3 separate regions of the Mus musculus genome follow, and regions 2 and 3 are each linked to region 1. The links are chromatin contacts, called in public promoter capture Hi-C maps. All regions are on one chromosome and are shown on one strand. Each heading gives the region's core, a stretch centred on a gene start, on an enhancer-like site or on the middle of the called end of the contact. The rest is flanking DNA. Distances are from core to core; before and after follow the strand shown. Region 1 holds the start of Cckar (cholecystokinin A receptor). Region 2 holds the start of Slc34a2 (solute carrier family 34 (sodium phosphate), member 2). Region 3 overlaps Sel1l3 (sel-1 suppressor of lin-12-like 3 (C. elegans)).

Evidence for each region. Promoter capture Hi-C pulls out the DNA fragments that hold promoters and counts their contacts. Capture Hi-C pulls out chosen DNA fragments and counts their contacts.
Region 2: a promoter capture Hi-C map of adipose tissue shows a contact between it and region 1, with 2.8 times the contacts expected there. The contact joins the promoter of Slc34a2 here to the promoter of Cckar in region 1. A contact is called at or near these places in 4 of 39 promoter capture datasets (the 3T3-L1 cell line, the C10 cell line, neutrophils and 1 more), 1 of 115 datasets of contacts at active chromatin or transcription factors (embryonic stem cells) and 3 of 9 other capture datasets (adipose tissue, liver and macrophages).
Region 3: a promoter capture Hi-C map of the C10 cell line shows a contact between it and region 1, with 2.8 times the contacts expected there. The contact joins the enhancer-like site here to the promoter of Cckar in region 1. A contact is called at or near these places in 3 of 39 promoter capture datasets (the 3T3-L1 cell line, the C10 cell line and pre-B cells), 1 of 484 Hi-C or Micro-C datasets (embryonic stem cells) and 2 of 9 other capture datasets (adipose tissue and liver).

Annotation. Positions count from the first base shown.
Region 1 is chr5:53,705,843-53,709,440 of GRCm38.p6, reverse strand. It overlaps Cckar (cholecystokinin A receptor), which reads left to right and starts at 1,737. Exons shown (of 5, transcript NM_009827.2): 1 at 1,737-2,195; 2 at 2,936-3,187. The coding sequence starts at 2,084.
Region 2 is chr5:53,047,664-53,051,261 of GRCm38.p6, reverse strand. It overlaps Slc34a2 (solute carrier family 34 (sodium phosphate), member 2), which reads right to left and starts at 1,909. Exons shown (of 13, transcript NM_011402.3): 1 at 1,866-1,909. Gm17182 (predicted gene 17182) reads left to right here and starts at 1,907. Exons shown (of 2, transcript NR_166509.1): 1 at 1,907-2,381; 2 at 3,024-3,520.
Region 3 is chr5:53,120,757-53,124,354 of GRCm38.p6, reverse strand. It overlaps Sel1l3 (sel-1 suppressor of lin-12-like 3 (C. elegans)), which reads left to right. Exons shown (of 24, transcript NM_172710.3): 18 at 879-969; 19 at 1,104-1,188; 20 at 2,496-2,605. Among named protein-coding and RNA genes, the nearest start is that of Gm17182, 73 kb to the right of the region's middle. Within about 2 kb of position 1,579, at least 10 of the 459 cell types and tissues checked have an H3K27ac peak or open chromatin away from gene starts, as enhancers often do.

The DNA of each region.
Region 1 (3,598 bases), core at 488-2,987:
AAGACTGAAGCTTTCCTGGGTCTGCCTTGGAAGCCTGGAGACTCTGGCTTTCTATCAGTGAAGCAATAACAGCTGCAGCAGCAACAGAATGAATTGACTCTGTGAAGAGTGAGCAAAAGGCCAGTTATCTCGCTTCCCCCGAACCTTTATCAGGGCTGCTACCAGAAGATGCAGCCAACACTGGAAGTGGATCTTCGCATATCCAGAAAAGCCATCAGGTCAATTCCTCAGTTGAGGCTCCCTACACAGGTGATTCTAAGTGTGACAAGTTGATGTTGAAAACCATCATACCCCGGTAACGTTATCAGTGAAAGCCTTGCATCCTGCCTTCTGCTATTTACTGCACCTTCGTGGACCAGCCTATCTCTGTCACAAAGTCTATGAAGCCGTTTTGATCGCCACCTGATGAAGAAAGAGCACTGGTAAAGTCACAAACTGTGCATGGCACTTTCCAACACGTACCCAGTGAAGCCAGAATTTGATCCCTGATCCGTGTGATACCAAGGTTTGTCTTGCTAATACCTACGCACCTTTCCTCTGGTTTCTGCCCCTCCCGTCTGATTTCTATGACTCCTTGCCCCAAACAGGAAAAGACATTTTACCACAGTCCTCACAGCCCCTCATCCTAAGCATCTGTATGAAGAGTGCCAGTTCGTTCTTGGGCCAGGAAAAGTCAACACTTGGTTCTGTCAGTGGGACAGGTGGGCACAAGGGGTGCCAGGGTTACCTAGCAAATTGGTCAGGCCATAGGACAGTGGGACAAACCAGTCAAAAACACAGATGCTAATGTGTTGCCTGTTTCTCAGATATTCAAACTGAGACCAGTTGTACAGTGAACAGCGAGGGACTTTTAAATAGTGTGTAACTTTCTAAAAAAAAAAAAAAATCCAGGCCCCTAAACAGGTCTCTCACACTAACCTCCCCCACCCCTGTCCCCTGACATTCCCTAATTTATTCCTACTTCTGTTGTTCAAATAGGCCAAGCTCATTACTGCCTACGGCCCTTCGTACCAGCTGGGACCTCTGCAAAGCATGTTGTGTCTCCTGCTTGGATGCTTTCTTACAGGCATTTCAGGTCTTGCCACCAGTACCCCAGACCCCTACCAGGGAGATCCTTTCCTCCTATCTTTCCACGCTGAACAGCCTCTGGGGTGGTCTTATTATTTCCTGGAATGCTTGAAAAGTGCTCAACAAATGGTTGACTCTCAGCGAACAGTTCTGGGCTGAGTGGACAAAGCAAAGACAAGCAAACAAAATAAACAAGTGAACACAAATATTGCTGATTTCTATAGTACTAAGGACCTAGGAATCTGTATTCGGAAGAGTCCCCATTCTGATTAACAAGGGCAGAGACCACAAGCCATAGCACTGCGCTTAGTAACACCTTAACAACCACCGGCAGCTCTCCATATACAGCTGGGCAAGGCTCCAAAGCTAAAAGGCACTAATTGCTTTTATATAAGGAGATAGGAATGCAGTCCTTCTGTGTCCCTTAGTCCTGATGGTCTGCATTATCGGATCTGTTACCATGTTAATTGATGCTGTCTCACACAGTTCAGGCTTCACCCTGAATATGTCTGGGACAATGACAGGCAGAGAAGAGAGGTAATAATTGGAGTTCTCTCTCTCTCTCTCTCTCTCTCTCTCTCTCTCTCTCTCTCTCTCTCTCTCTCTCTCCACACACACACACACACACACACAGACACACACACACTGTGCACATTCTGTGTGTATGTGTGTAGATGTGTCCCCATTCTGGGAAGGGTTAATATGCAGCCAGGCTGCCACTGCTCAGGGCCTCAGACTGGCCCAGGAGTGGGAGGGGTGGGCCTGGAAGGTGGAGTGGAGCAGGCTTGACTTGCACCGCTGCCTTCTCCCCACAGGAGTGCAAATGCTTGCCCAGATGGTCTGAGAATGCTGAACTCAAGTTGCCTTTAGGAATGGCTGCAGAGCCCACACCTGGATCTCTCCCCTCCCTGCTCCTCCACGGCAGGTTGCATTTGGGAGACTCTATGATCATTAGAGGAAAGAGACAGGAGTGAGCCATTCACCAGCTCGCCAGCACTTGGTAGGAAGCGGCAGGATGGATGTGGTCGACAGCCTTCTTATGAATGGGAGCAACATCACTCCCCCCTGTGAACTCGGGCTGGAAAATGAGACGCTTTTCTGCCTGGATCAACCTCAGCCTTCAAAAGGTAGGTGCCAGAGGCTATGGTTAGAATTCAGAAAACTACCAAGGTAAGGGAGATATAGCAACAGCAAGGCTAATTGAAATATACATATATCATGCAGGGTGTGTGTGTGTGTTTGTGTTTGTGTGTGTGTGTGTGTGTGTGTGTGTGTGTGTACACGCGCGCAAAGTCCCCGTGAGACAAAGATAAATAAAGTTTTATGTTCAGAAGTTTGGATAAAAGAGTAAAAGAAATCTACAGTCAAATATTTTTATTGTTCGCGTGGGAGAGTTGGGGGCTCGTGCAGGATTTGGGGGGAGGTGATAAAAGCACTGAAGAGTCGCAGGAAGAAAGGGGTGCTAAGTGTGGACGTCTGAACTTAGAAGCAGTACAAAAAAGGCACTGTCACAGGGCAGAGGTTGCTTTTTCTTAGGGGAAACCCAACATGGAGGAGTAATTAAAGCAAATAAATGTTTAGCCTCAGGGAAAGAAAGCCAGGAGCCTTCAGAAGCACTGTCCTCTGGAAAAACTGCTTTCCTGACGGATCCCATTAACATCCCAACCTTTAAAAAGCAATCGGATTGCCCCGTGCTTTCCTGGGCTTGTTTCTGTATGATAGAACTAGTTCAGGAATACTTGGGCTCAGTGATGCATACCCTTGGGGACTTCATCAGGAACTAACCTCTCCCCTGGGGGCCTAAGGTTTTTATCATTCTGCCCTCTAAACCCCCCCCCTCCCTCCAACTCTTCCCTTTTCAATACAGAATGGCAGTCTGCAGTGCAGATTCTCCTGTACTCCTTCATATTCCTTCTCAGTGTGCTGGGGAACACGCTGGTTATCACGGTGCTGATTCGAAACAAGAGGATGCGGACTGTCACCAACATCTTCCTGCTGTCCCTGGCTGTCAGTGACCTCATGCTTTGCCTCTTCTGCATGCCGTTCAACCTCATCCCCAACCTGCTCAAGGATTTCATCTTCGGAAGTGCCGTGTGCAAGACTACCACCTACTTCATGGGTGAGTCCTGCAGGTGCCTACTGACGGGGCTTATCCCACACCCTCCCTTTGTCAGCCCCTTGACAGTCACAGCAGAGAGGCCCTGCTGGGTTCTGAAATACCAAGCATCTGGCTGTCTGGGCCTGGGTGCAAGCACACAGGTGTTTTCTTCACAGCACGCCAGTCCTCCACATGCTAGGAAGTGTGTGTGTGTGTCTGTGTGTGTGTGTCTGTGTGTGTGTGTGTCTGTGTGTGTGTGTCTGTGTGTGTCTGTGTATCTGTGTGTCTGTGAAATTGGTACAAAACTATGGTAGAAATTGAGTAGGCTTTGCGGAGGGACAAAAAGTTATAGGTGACTTCAAGTTACTCCATGGCTCTGGTGGAAATTTTCATATTAACTCCCAACTTGGGTCAGGGTTTCTTGGAATAGAG
Region 2 (3,598 bases), core at 660-3,159, 660 kb after region 1:
CAGAATAACCCAGAGCCACTGAAGGTGGAGGGCTGCTGCTGCCCCTTGGCTTCCTGTAAGCCTCAGAATAATCCCCTGAAGAGGAGGGAGGGGTGTGAGCAGAGGGGTGTGGCACTAGTGGTGCATGCCTGAAAGCCCAAGGCTGCAGAAGCTGAGGCAGGATTATCACAGGTCTCAAGGATGGTCTGGGCTACAACACGTACTTGCTAAAAAACAAGGGGGAGAGGGCAGACTGCTTCTAGGTCTTGCAATTAGAGAATGGCTTTTAGTTTTAGATTTTAGGTGAAAGATACTATTTAAGATATTTAGCCTAACACTACAAACTTGTGCTCACACAGGCTGCTACAATACCTTTTTAAATTTGTAAAGTAAATTTCAGTCAGGTGTGGTAGGTCAAGTCTATAATCCCAGCACACACTTGGGGAGGCGGAGACCTAACTAATTCAAGACTAATTGGAGGTCTGGAGAGATGGATCAGCAGTTAAGAGCACTGACTACCCTTCTTGAAGGTCACGAGTTCAAATCCCAGCAACCACATGGTGGTTCATAACCATCTGTAATGAAATTGGACACCCTCTTCTGGTGTGTCTGAAAACAGCTACGGTGTACTTACATATAATAAATAAATATCTTTTTAAAAAAGGACTAATAGGACCTACACAACACTCCATCTCAAAAACCCAAAGGCTAGCTATGTAGCTCAGAACAGCCACTACGAAGCATAAGATTCTGAGTTCAATCCTTAGGCTGTCAGTTAGTTGACCTGTAACTATTCTGCCCTGTTTGGGGGAGTTAAAAGCTAAATTTGTAAACCTATGTATGCGACAATCTTTATTGAAATCTAGTATACTCCAAATCAGATCCCTCAAATACTGTTTTGGGGTGTTTTGTTTTGTTGTTTTCTTTTTCATAAACTCAGGCTATTCTGTGCCTGAGTCGTGGTACCCTGGAGGGGTAGGGGAGGGGTAAGGGAGGGAGGTAACTTGTGTAGCATCCAAAACTATTACAAAGCCTGCCCTTCTTGCCCCGGCTTACAAAAGCTTGTAAAACAGAAAAGGTCATTATCAGCTGGCATAGGATAAGACGGTCTCCTAGTCCCAAACAATGCTTACTGTGGGGAGGCTCAGGTTTTCCAGAAATGCCTAACTGAGAACAAGTTTCAGTCTACAAGACAGGAAAGCAGACAGATGACAGAGCCACCCTGCTAGCACAAAACTCTCCTGAAAGGACCTCCCCCCGCCCCCAAAGTACAGGACCGATGATCCACGGGTTTTAAGAAAATGCCCACAGTACCTATGGCAGGCACCTGTCCCTCTGGAACTTTAACTCCAAAACGGGCACTCCTCCTCTGGCTTGAGCATACTGTCTCCTCCGACCCTGTGCATATCCCTCTGCCTTAAGAACCAGAAATCAAATCCTGCTCAAGACATCTGAAGGGCAAAAGCTTTTGGCCAAGTCCCCCCAGAAGGGTCTGCATCCTCCAGCAGCCAGAGCAAACCTAGAACTTGCAGGAAAAGACCCAGGTGTCATGAAGAGGGCCACTGCACGTCAGGGAGTCACACGGGTAGTAACCCAGACCAAGCATGAGGCCAGCCCGGCAGATCCTCCCACCCCAAGCCACAGACACAGCTAGCAGGTGAGGCATGTCCACCTACACTAGTTCTAAGAGTTGTCCTGACAGCAATCACAACCATCTTTTAAAAAAAATCTGAAAGTTTAAGATGATGTGCTCTCATATCCTCCTCTGCAGCCCAGAGCCAGTCAAGTCCCTTAGGGGTGTCTACAAGAATGAAGTCACTTAAAAATTCAGTGTAGGTCCTTGAGATCAGAAGCAGCCGGCGGTAGCGGCCGACCGGTGTACTCACCAGCGCTCCCTTCGCAGGTAAGGGACAGCAGGAGGCACCCAGGTGGAGCGCAGCTGAGCGCCCGGTATATATACAGCGAAGGTGTTGCGCAAAGAGGCCGGCGGCAGTCGCTGTCATCACGCCCCTCGCACATTCCAGGACCGCCTGCTGCCGCCGCCACGGCACTGCCTACCTGCCGGCTTAGTGAGCCCATCGCGGGGAGAAACCTCAGACCAGGCCCGCAGTAGGAACGGCCGAACCGCCTGCGCCCCGGTGGCGCCCCGCGCGCCCCGAATCCCTGCCTGCCTCCCTCACACGCGGGAGTTGCTGCGAATGCTGACCACCAGCTGTGGGCCTCTGCCCTCTGCCTCGTTCTCCCAGAGTCTCTGTGCCGTTCCGTCTCCAGGGCTGGAGAGGTTAGACACTGAGCAACAGATTGTAAATTCAGGGACAAGATTCTTCTTCTTCGCAACAAAGCCAGGATTGTTCCAGGTGCCTCTGCCTGGAGACCTGTCTGGCTTGGGCAGTTAGAACAAGGTCAGCATGGAACTTAAGACTGACTGCTAGGGAGTGGCGGGCCTGGAGAAGGGGTGCTTTCTCTACAGTGTGGGTGCCCTGGGTCAGTCGCCCCCCATCCCCATCTCTACCCACTGTAAGGTGGCCTGGAGATCAGCCCCAGGAGGCCCCCCCCTTCCCCCCAGGCTAGTACTGAACAAGATGGAAACAGTGGATTTAGCCTCAGATCAGAGCTTCAAAGCCTTGCCTCAGAGGCCCAGGAGCCAAGATTAAGTAAGGCACGGGGTAAGGGCACAGGCTCACACAGGAACTGCTAAAACAGAGCTAGTTTTGCCTCAAACTCCAAGTACCCATAACTAATGTTTGGAGGTGCGCTGCCCTGGGCTAAGCTCTCAGGATCTTAGCTGCCTGTCTTCAGTTCCCTGCTCGCCCCCCTTGCCGTCCCCTCCTCATTTTTCTCAGTGTAAAATGTGTGTCCTTGGTTCACAGCACTCAATATTTTAACACTGTCCTTCCAGAGTTGGAGGACTAGGAAGGTTCTGAGACTTATCACAGGTGCCAATACTGTCTACAGCAGCACAAAGCACAAACGACTCAGTTGGAGACAGGGAAGAAAGCTAGCCTGCCTGGTGGCCCTGTGGAGGAATAATGTTTGCTCTACAGGACAAACTAAGGAGTTCTCAGCAAGCACCTCTCAGAGCACAGGCTGGAGTAAACGGAGTCCACCCCCACGTGACCACCACGGAGTTCAGCACAGCCTGTAGCCAGCGGAGGGCAGGGCAGGGCAGGCTGCACTCTCCACCTACGCTGTTCCCAGGAACCCTGAGGCCTTCACTCACTGGTCATCTATCCTGTGACCCTGCCTCACAGTGGCTAAAGGCTTCCCTGAGGAGGTAACTGCCTTGCCCCTTGCTTTAAAATCATTTCCCAAAATGGAGCCCATGTGGGAAGATCAGCTCTGCCAAAAACCTTGGGAAGGCTCCTTTAAGTTCCAGTAGACAAGGGAACGTCAACCAAAGCTCTCAGGGTGTTATCTTCTTGGTTCTAGATTGACTACAGTTCTTTACTTCTCTGCAATGTGTAAGTGTGTCTACATTCATTCTCACCTCCCTTTAATCAGAATGTGGTCTAATAAAGAACACTTCCATGTTTTCATTTGATCTCTGATACCCGATATCTTCATTTAATAAGCCTATGTTTACATACAAACTTCTGGAATACTATCACCAACGTAGATT
Region 3 (3,598 bases), core at 330-2,829, 580 kb after region 1:
GGTGACATCTGGAAACAGCTACACATGGGGTACCTGTACCACTCACTAGTTGTCAGATGTCGCTTTCCTGTTTTCTTTCTCGTGGTTCACATGAGCAGCCCTCCCATGGACTCCTTGACTGTGGACTTCTTGTACATAGCTCTGCTTTTTTCCCTCTAGAATAAACCCCACAGGCGAGATGTATAGGACTGTGTGGTACACATATTACTGATGCTCTTTAGGTTGCCATGACTACCTCATCCTCCAGAGCCATTGAGTTCATGGCCTCCCTCTCTCACTCGATTTAGGACCACTGATGTAGGGTGTAGGATCTACCGCCCCAGGCCTTGTCACAACTCCATGCAGAAATCCTAGACAGTGATTCGCTGTGTTCAGTGCTTATTTTCTTGTGTACTTTGACTACTATCCAGCACTTGTAAACCACCCTGCTTTTGTCAAACTTGTAATGCACAACAAAAGCCCAGCTTAATTAAGCTTGTTCAGAACCCTAAGCCCTAGAAAGCCTTTCATGAAATAGAGGGCTGTAAAGCTCTGGGATTTTTCTAAATACCACTCATCCTAACCGACGAAGGAAGGCTTCAGGAACCTAGGACCTGTAGAGTCCCCAGCCGGCATGGCCTCATGCCTTTCAACCAGTAGAGGTAGCTGTTGTATCAAGCAGCTCCCGGCCTTATCTGTCCCTTCAGCTTTTAAGAGAAAATAAATCCGTGCAGGCAGTATTTTTAACAACAGTATTTATTTAAAGGGGGGGGGGAACCTCATGATTTTGTGGTTTTAAAAAACTGCTTATTTTGTGCCCTCTTATGTTTGAATATAAAGCTCTTTGAGTATTAATAAGAGCCACTATATGAAATTTATTATTAAGCATCTATTTTTAGGCACGAAGCTTTGCTGTATTATGTTTTAGCAGCAGAAACTGGAATTGAAGTGTCACAGACAAATTTAGCACACATCTGCGAGGAGAGGCCAGTAAGTAATGTATTCTATTCTTCTCTCAGTAGAAGCTACGAGGTTAGAGATAATGAATTGAGTTTTACAGGGGCAAAATTAGTCACTGGGCCGAAATATTAGTGAATTAACTTTCTCTCCCCTTTCCCTCCTAGGACCTGGCTGGGAGATACTTGGGCGTTAATTGTGTTTGGCGATACTATAATTTCTCTGTTTTTCAAATCGATGCTCCTTCATTTGGTATGTATAGAAAAACAGGTGCTAAACTGGAGTGTTGGGGGGGGGGTCTTAGTAACAGGGACCATCTAACAGTTTGATATGGAGTGTGATATTTCTAAACAATTAGGGAAGAAAGTGAAAAATGTCTGCTATTAAGGTCATGGCTAAACTGCTGTCAAACTCCTGCTGTGCACTTCCTGCAAACCAACAACTTCTTCCAAACCAAGACATCTGCTGTTACGATGCAATTCCCTGAGCTGGTCCTTCATCTTTGTACCCACAGAGGGGCTCCTGGACCCTGGGTAGAGGGCAGCTTCCAGGAACTACTGTGCCCAGACTCCATTGCCCAAGGCATTCTAGTGAATGTCTACCAATTAGAGGCACTATTGGAAGATTGCATCATGGGGGGAGGGGAGAATCCCAGGCTCACCTCCTTCTTTCTCTTTGTCCTTAGCTTTTGGCAGTAGCCCTTAAGTGTTTTAGCTTCTACCATGCAACTCTGTCATCTCTGGTCTCAGCTCACAGAGGACTAAGAAGCCCTGGCAGTATCACAGCCATCTTCTGATCCCATCCTCTTGCACCCCAAGGATGGCATTTGCTTCCTAAATGCTGATCCCAGAATCATCTCCTATTTCCTATTCTCTCTATGCTCTTCCAACATCAGCACCCATACCAACTATTGAGCAATACAGTTCTTCACAGACATGCTCACAGGCCAATATGGCCTAGGCAATTTCTTAGCTGAGATTTTCCCTTTCGGATAACTTTAGGTTGTATCAATTTTACAATTAGAGGTTGACAGTTAAAGCTAAAACAGTGTTTTACAAGCCTGTATAGATACATTATAATAGGAAATGCCAGTGATTTAACATGTTGGTCTAAAACAGGGGTGTCCACATGTGGCCCAAGATAGTATAAAGTACAGTCAAAGTCAGAATCAATTTTTTTTAATTATATGACCTTTTTGGGCTGGTAGGTTTGTTTATTTGAGACAGTGTCTCATTATGTAATTTTGGCCATTTTGGAATTCACTATGTAGACCAGGCTGGCCTCAGACTCGCATAGATCTTCTTGCTTCTGCCTCCCAAGTGCTGGAATCAAAGGTGTGTACCATCACACCAGTCTATCATTATGGTTTTTGTTTTTTTTTTTTTGCAATTTTTTTGTAACTTGACTGCATGGTTCTAGATTCTGAAATCTTAGATGATAATGTCATATCACAATGTCACCCCAAATAAGCATACATGCTCTCCCAGCCTATGAAAAACAGATTAGACACCCCTGGAATAAAACCATTTGACAAATAGATACATGGTTGTGTTCTGCAGCGTATCTGAAAATGGGAGACCTTTACTACTATGGCCATCAAAACCAGTCCCAAGATCTGGAGCTGTCTGTGCAGATGTACGCCCAAGCAGCCCTGGATGGAGACTCCCAGGTAAGCATCAGTGACTCTTACACGCGTTCACGCGACCCACAAGTGACTGTCTCTCAAGGCCCAGGACCTAGCAGCTTGTTCTGTGGCTTCTGGAGCATGACTGGATGTCATCCATCCTCCTTGCCACACACCCCTCCCACAGTTCTATGAGGCGAATTTTGACAGCGCATTGGCTGTGTTCCCCTATGCCAGTCTCACACCAATCCCTCAGGGCTGGAATTTTCACACTATTTTTCACCCAGACATATGTCAAAGTAATAAATTGCTCAAGGCCAAATAACTGATCATACGCAAAATAGCCAAGGCCCTGTCTCTGCCGGAAGCCTACAGTATTTCTACCATGTTCCATAATACTAACTCATGGGATAGAAACACAAGACCCTAGAAGTATAACCACTGGAGGAAGCGACTTGCACATACACTGAGCCAAGACTCCAGTGCTGGGACTTGATCCCCTGGGACCTTTTTGGAACCCCATCTTTTGTAAATTTCAGACTTAAAGAAATCTTATACAAAGAACCCAGAGACTTCCCAGCACCATGTATCCAGCTTCTCTAATGTTTATCTCTTACAGGCACAGCGCCTGTTGAGTGGTGATATTAGTAGAGGGCAGTGACATTACCTAACTCCAGCCTTCATTTGCATTTCACCTGTTTTCCACAGTGTCCTTGAATTTCTGAAGAAACCTGATTAGGTAGTTTATAGAACAGCCTTCTCTTTTGAGTCTGTTTTTGTTTTCTTATGAATATATTGAAGTTACATATGTGAGGTAAGAATACCATGGAAGCATAGTAAGTGCACCCAGGAGGCAGAGGCAGGAGGATTGTGAGTGTCAGACCAACCTAGGCTACATAGGAAGGTCTTGTCTTGGTGGAAGGTACTACAGAAGTTGTATATCCACAAGCAACCTATCAGGAATGCATGCAGTCAGAATGCCTTGTTAGTGGCAAGCTTATCTTAGGTATCTGGTGTGATAAAGTACCGCAACCAGAA